2 separate regions of the Salmo salar genome follow, and region 2 is linked to region 1. The links are chromatin contacts, called in public Hi-C maps. All regions are on one chromosome and are shown on one strand. Each heading gives the region's core, a stretch centred on a gene start, on an enhancer-like site or on the middle of the called end of the contact. The rest is flanking DNA. Distances are from core to core; before and after follow the strand shown.

The links. A called contact is a pair of places that touch in the nucleus more often than the background predicts.
Region 2: a contact with region 1 is called in a Hi-C map of gill, with 4 times the contacts expected there. The contact joins the promoter of her9 here to the promoter of perm1a in region 1. A contact is called at or near these places in 2 of 3 Hi-C or Micro-C datasets (gill and muscle).

Annotation. Positions count from the first base shown.
Region 1 is chrssa15:74,790,292-74,792,991 of Ssal_v3.1, forward strand. perm1a (PPARGC1 and ESRR induced regulator, muscle 1a) reads right to left here and starts at 1,345. Exons shown (of 4, transcript XM_014146001.2): 1 at 785-1,345; 2 at 1-249. The coding sequence starts at 214.
Region 2 is chrssa15:74,926,434-74,929,133 of Ssal_v3.1, forward strand. It overlaps her9 (hairy-related 9), which reads right to left and starts at 1,391. Exons shown (of 4, transcript XM_014146000.2): 1 at 1,032-1,391; 2 at 765-860; 3 at 568-655; 4 at 1-457. The coding sequence starts at 1,139.

The DNA.
Region 1 (2,700 bases), core at 95-2,594:
CAGCCGACCAAGCATCTGACTTGAGGTCAGCTCGCAGACCCTTGTCTAAGAAAGTGGACCCTCCCGCATCATCAACATCACTCAAGCTGTAGTCACTAATGCTAGAGTCCAATCCAGCCAGCGCGGGGGGGTGGAGGTCACACTCCTCGCACTCCTGGAAGAAGGAGTCCCAGTCACACTCGGAGACGTGCACACTGTGTTCATAGTCATCCATTGTGAGGAAGGGTTACAAAACAGTTTCACCACTACCTGTGAAATAAATCAACACAGTGCTTTAAATGTCACTGCAAACATGGTGTGACACCTGAGAAGATAAAGATACTCGTGTCTCAAACTAGTTCAACAAAAAAGTGGGATTCTTAACAATGCTACTGCAACAAATGACAGATAACGTCAACTCTTGAAAATCTTTGTTTGCCATCAGTTTAGGCCACATGATGTCTCAACCAAGTATTGGCTACGTTTGCCAAGTGCATTGCGAAAACTTGTTTGAGGAGAGCAACTAAGACCTGCTTTGCAAAAAGCCTTCATAGATAATGTCTGCTAACGCATGATGGTATGCTTTGTTGTGGCCTATGAGCCCCCACTTGATGTGCAATTCCTTCTGTCTAGGTGGGGAAATGTAATCATTAACTAAAATAAAAAGATAGTTTTCAGGAAATTCATGTATGTCACAGAATCACTAACTCCAACATTACTTGAAATGACCTTAACTATTAAAGGACTCCCCCACACATCTGTATCAGAAAGTGTATTGTCCATGTGTGCAGCCATAAGGTCCTACCTGTTAAGCCTCCTGCTGCTGTGCCACTCCTATATAGAGTGTTATGCTCCGGAGTCCCAGCAGTGGCATGCTGTTTCTCTATGTGTCCTCTGGTCGGCCGTCCATATGTTGTGAGAGTGCAATGTGTCAGGCCCTATGATTCGTTATAAATAGAGCGGTGCTTCGGTGCCTCTTATCACGTAATACACGCAATGCTCCAGTCTGGCGCTTGCCATCATTCCCAACAGAGGTATAACGTTTCAGCACCGTAAATAGATGCCACACTCACAAAGTGATCACAAGATCTTGAATGTCTACGTGATATTAATGTAGTTTACCCACTTTGTCACACCTTCTTCATGCCAGTTAGACAGCAAGTGGTCTTTCGTATAAGTTTATATTTTTGGGGTTCCTTGCTTCCTTGTAGTATTAGACAGATTCATTCTAACATTGGTTGTATGGAACAGCCAGGGCATAACACAACTGTACCCGATGTTTCTGCAGTAAAGTCTTGCGAGGCAGCTAATGCTCCTGACAATGGCCACACTCCCACGGAAGAGTGTCATTTGTGGCAGTCAGTCAGCTGATACATCGCTGGTATGATGTCACTGGGTGACAGAGGATCTGAATCTTCCCCTTAGACACACTTGACACTGTGGACAGTCAGAGTGAATGCCAGAAAAGGTTGGAGTGCTGGAGCGGCCATGGAAAAAAATGGATGCCAGTTTATGTGAGAGTCGTCTGACACAGGCCATGTTGCAGCCAGAATCTAGCTAGCTGATCCCTCCATGCAGGGCCAGCTCTAGCCTTTTGGGGGCCCTAAGCGAGATTTGTTTAGGGGGCCTCCCCACCAAGGGGGGAAAAAAATGGTGTCCCTCCTCTTGACAGTGGAGAGAACAATTTACTTTTTAAAGTCAATTTCCTGCATTTCTACACATTTTGCCATGGAGCATAGAGAAAATGTTGCAGTTTTAGAGCAAGTTTTCTGCAGTTCTATATATTTTGCCATTGGTAGGCGACCGTTGGGCCCTAAGCAACTGCTTATGTAGCTTATGCCTGGAGCCGGCCCTGCCTCCATGTGGGAGACAGAATAATTCTACAATTATTTCATCTGAATACAAAAAGTGACAGGGCGTGCAAAGTGCAATAAAGTGCTAAATAAAAACTTTGCCATGTAACTTTTTGTATTCTTTCAAGCATGGCAGTAGATTAGGATGTATTATTATTTTTTGCCTCCTTTTTATGGTTTGAGTGCGAGCAACAGCTGAACTCTACAATAAATCAGACAAGTCAAAGAAGTGATCCTGAGGGTGATATCGGCCATCCCATATCTTCACAACAATCTATAGTTCTTATTCTGTTATTTTACGTGACTTTAACTTAACTTTTGCATATACATTGTTTAAACTGTGAGGTCTGCCATTCAGATGCCCCAGGCTTAAACTGAGGTGGGTTTAAGTCTTTGTTTACAGCTATCAGGATGATTTAATGAGGACAATAGGATTATGGGGCTATCCCTGCTCTAAAAATGTCATTGACTTTCACAGATATCAAGATAGCATATCATTTATGATCTCATTATCAACACTTAACCTGGGCGTAACAGACTGCTGATGTGTCTTGATTGCAATGGAATGTAATGACAAGGATATTGACTTTAGAAAGGGTTCAGATTCATAAAGCAATTTACACAAGGCGCTTTCAAATTGTTCACCATGTTGTCAGAAGAGTAGCCTACATTTGGAAACGCTTTCATCCACAGGGTTGGCTCACACAAACACCAGTTGGATTCCAGTCTTGGAGGAGAGACTGTTGTTAAGCATTCCGAACTTGCGTCTAAAAACATTCAGGATTTGCATCTACCCTCCACATTCACAAACTCTATTACTATCCACGGCCATTATGAGCCCTGATTTTCATCACTAAGGCTAATTATA
Region 2 (2,700 bases), core at 141-2,640, 140 kb after region 1:
GCAGAGCTGCAGTGGATAGGACTGGCGTTGACTGTCATTGGTACACCTGCGTTAGCATACAGAGGGATGACTGGGGTTGATGCTGAGGCGAATGCAGGGTTGGGAATAAGGAAAGCAAACTGTCCATCGGTGGCAGGCACAAGCTGGAACCCCCCGAAAACTTTAGGAGACAAGGCTTCCACGGTGCTGAGTTTGGAACCCATAGAGACACTGTTGGGCACGGTAGAAGGTAGCTGCACGTGAAGAGGCTGCGCAAGGTGAGCCTGTTGAGTTGGGGTTGGCTGGGGGTAGTTCATGGCGATCATCTGGCCTAGGGAACCTGACAGGTGGTTGAGAAGCCGCGACTTCACCTCCGTGTTCACCCCCTCGCTGGTGGACAAGAAGCGAGTGACCTCGTTCATGCATTCGTTGAATCCCGCCCGGTATTTACTGAGGACAGTAGTGTCTGCTGACAACGCTGCTGAGGAAAAAGAAAAATGAGAACATTAGAAATCGTGTCTATTCGATGAAAATGTAAAAATTAAGTGTTGGCCAGATGTCAAATTAGATATTCGCATTGCAATTTACCAGTCATCTGCACACGCTGTAAATTCCGTAAGTGCTTCACTGTCATTTCCAGAATATCGGCTTTCTCCAATTTAGAATGTCTGGAACTCTGTGGATAAGAACATAGCAAAGTTAAGGAGTGTGCATTAATACAACATTAAATCCCAGGAATAATGAACTAAACAGTGATTTTCAATTGTGAAATCACGTTGACTTACATCTTTTTTAAGTGCATCAAGGATGAGTGTCTTGAGTTGGCCAAGGCTTTCGTTTATCCTCGCTCTCCTACGTTTCTCCATGATGGGCTTTGAGGACTGCAAAATAAATGTTTTTAACATGAATTGCATGTTCATGGATAATTCCGAGTATCTCACAAGTAAAATGTCGTTAGCCTACCTACAGTTTAATTTGCAACATTAGCCTAGCAGGTCTATGCTGAATAAATCAGATTCATTTTAAATCCACAGGCAGTTTTAGAAGTGTACCTTTCTATGCTCGCTGGCATTCTTGGGTTTGTCTGGAGTATGGGAACCATTTGCAGGTGCACCAGCAATAGGGGATGCCGTTTGTTTCTCCATGGTGTCGGCTGGCATTTTGGATTAAATGACCTCTTCCGGCAGATAGAAAAAATATATCCTTTTGGAGACGTTGGAAAATATTTCTGCTTCTTTATGTTTAGATCAAATTGTAACCAGTGTGAAAGATATCCTACGACAGTCACGCCACTGATCAGCTATATCACTTGGTATAACCGGATTGTCATCGAGTATAAGAGAGAGCGCTGTGCCAAGCTACGTTGGGCAGGTCGAGTCTGCTCGGCTGCCGACACACGCCAGCCGTACTTATAGACGGTTCGCATGCTCCCAGTTCGTGTGAAACCCTCTCTGCATTCTTTCCCACACTCGTCTCAGCCAATGGGCGTGCGGACTCACCCATTGGGCGCGGGGCAGACTGCTGATTGGACAACACCCCCGCGGGCTGTCAGTCACGCGCTGCTCAATCGGCACTGGAGGGACAAACAACAAAGCGGCGAGTGCAGTCGGTCTGTCTGTGAAGTGATAAGGCGAATTGGGGGAATGCGCTGGCGGTTTACTTCCAACTTCTTCATACCCTTAAAAAATGTATGCTTTTTGTGTTCACAAATATTCACGATGCTTAAAGATACTGTATTTTACAAAGCCTCACCATGCTTTTAATTCTATATTGATATAAATAGCCTACCTTTGAAATAATGTTGCATGTCTATTTATTCAATAGTTTCTATAGGCATATCCCAAATGTCGAAAATAAATACTTTTTTTCTCAATGGACGAAGGCAAGAATATAGCTTACATTCAAAAAGTGTGTGTGGGTTTATACTAAAGTACCCAATAAATACATTTTAACTATTTTCATATTCACTGACGCAAATGCGTAAAATGCATTTATATTTGGATAAACATAAGGGTTGTAATAACTATACATTAATACTTCAATGATATAGATTAACATTTCAGTATAGCGGTTCACTTCGTCTTAACCTATTAATTATTAGTATTATTATTTTATCAGTAGCTAGGCCTTATCCAGAGATCCAATTGCGCCTCAGAACAACTGTAATGGCACGCGAGGCTGTTTGCAGGGGCACGCAGTCAACCAATGGCAGGCTGTCACTTTATGCAGATCTAACTGAGCTACGTCTTATTGGCTGTATGAACATCTAAGTGCCAATCATTCCAGCGCGGAAGCTGTGAAGGGTGCGGAGGAAGAGCGATGCGACATCTGTCCGCTTGCCAGTCGCACTGTGTGCGCCTGCTCCGTACACTTGAGCCTCCACTGAGCACGTGCCGAAACGGATTTCCCTTATTACAGCCTTGAGGGGGACTTTTCTTTGGATCCTTGGGACGTCCCTACCCTATTGAAGTTGACGTTGAAAATGGTTCGGGTTAGATAAGGGCTAAGGTTAGGGTAAGGGTTATGATTAGGGTTTAGAGTAGGGACGTCCCAAGGATCTCAAATAGCACTGACCCTTTTCTTCTCGAACTCGTTAATTCCTCTATGGAGAATGGAAGCCATTTGGCCTAGGCTACAAAACAATGCAGGTCACACAACACATTGAAAGTAGAAATATAATAACAGAAAATAATAGTATAATGTAATAACCTAACATTATAG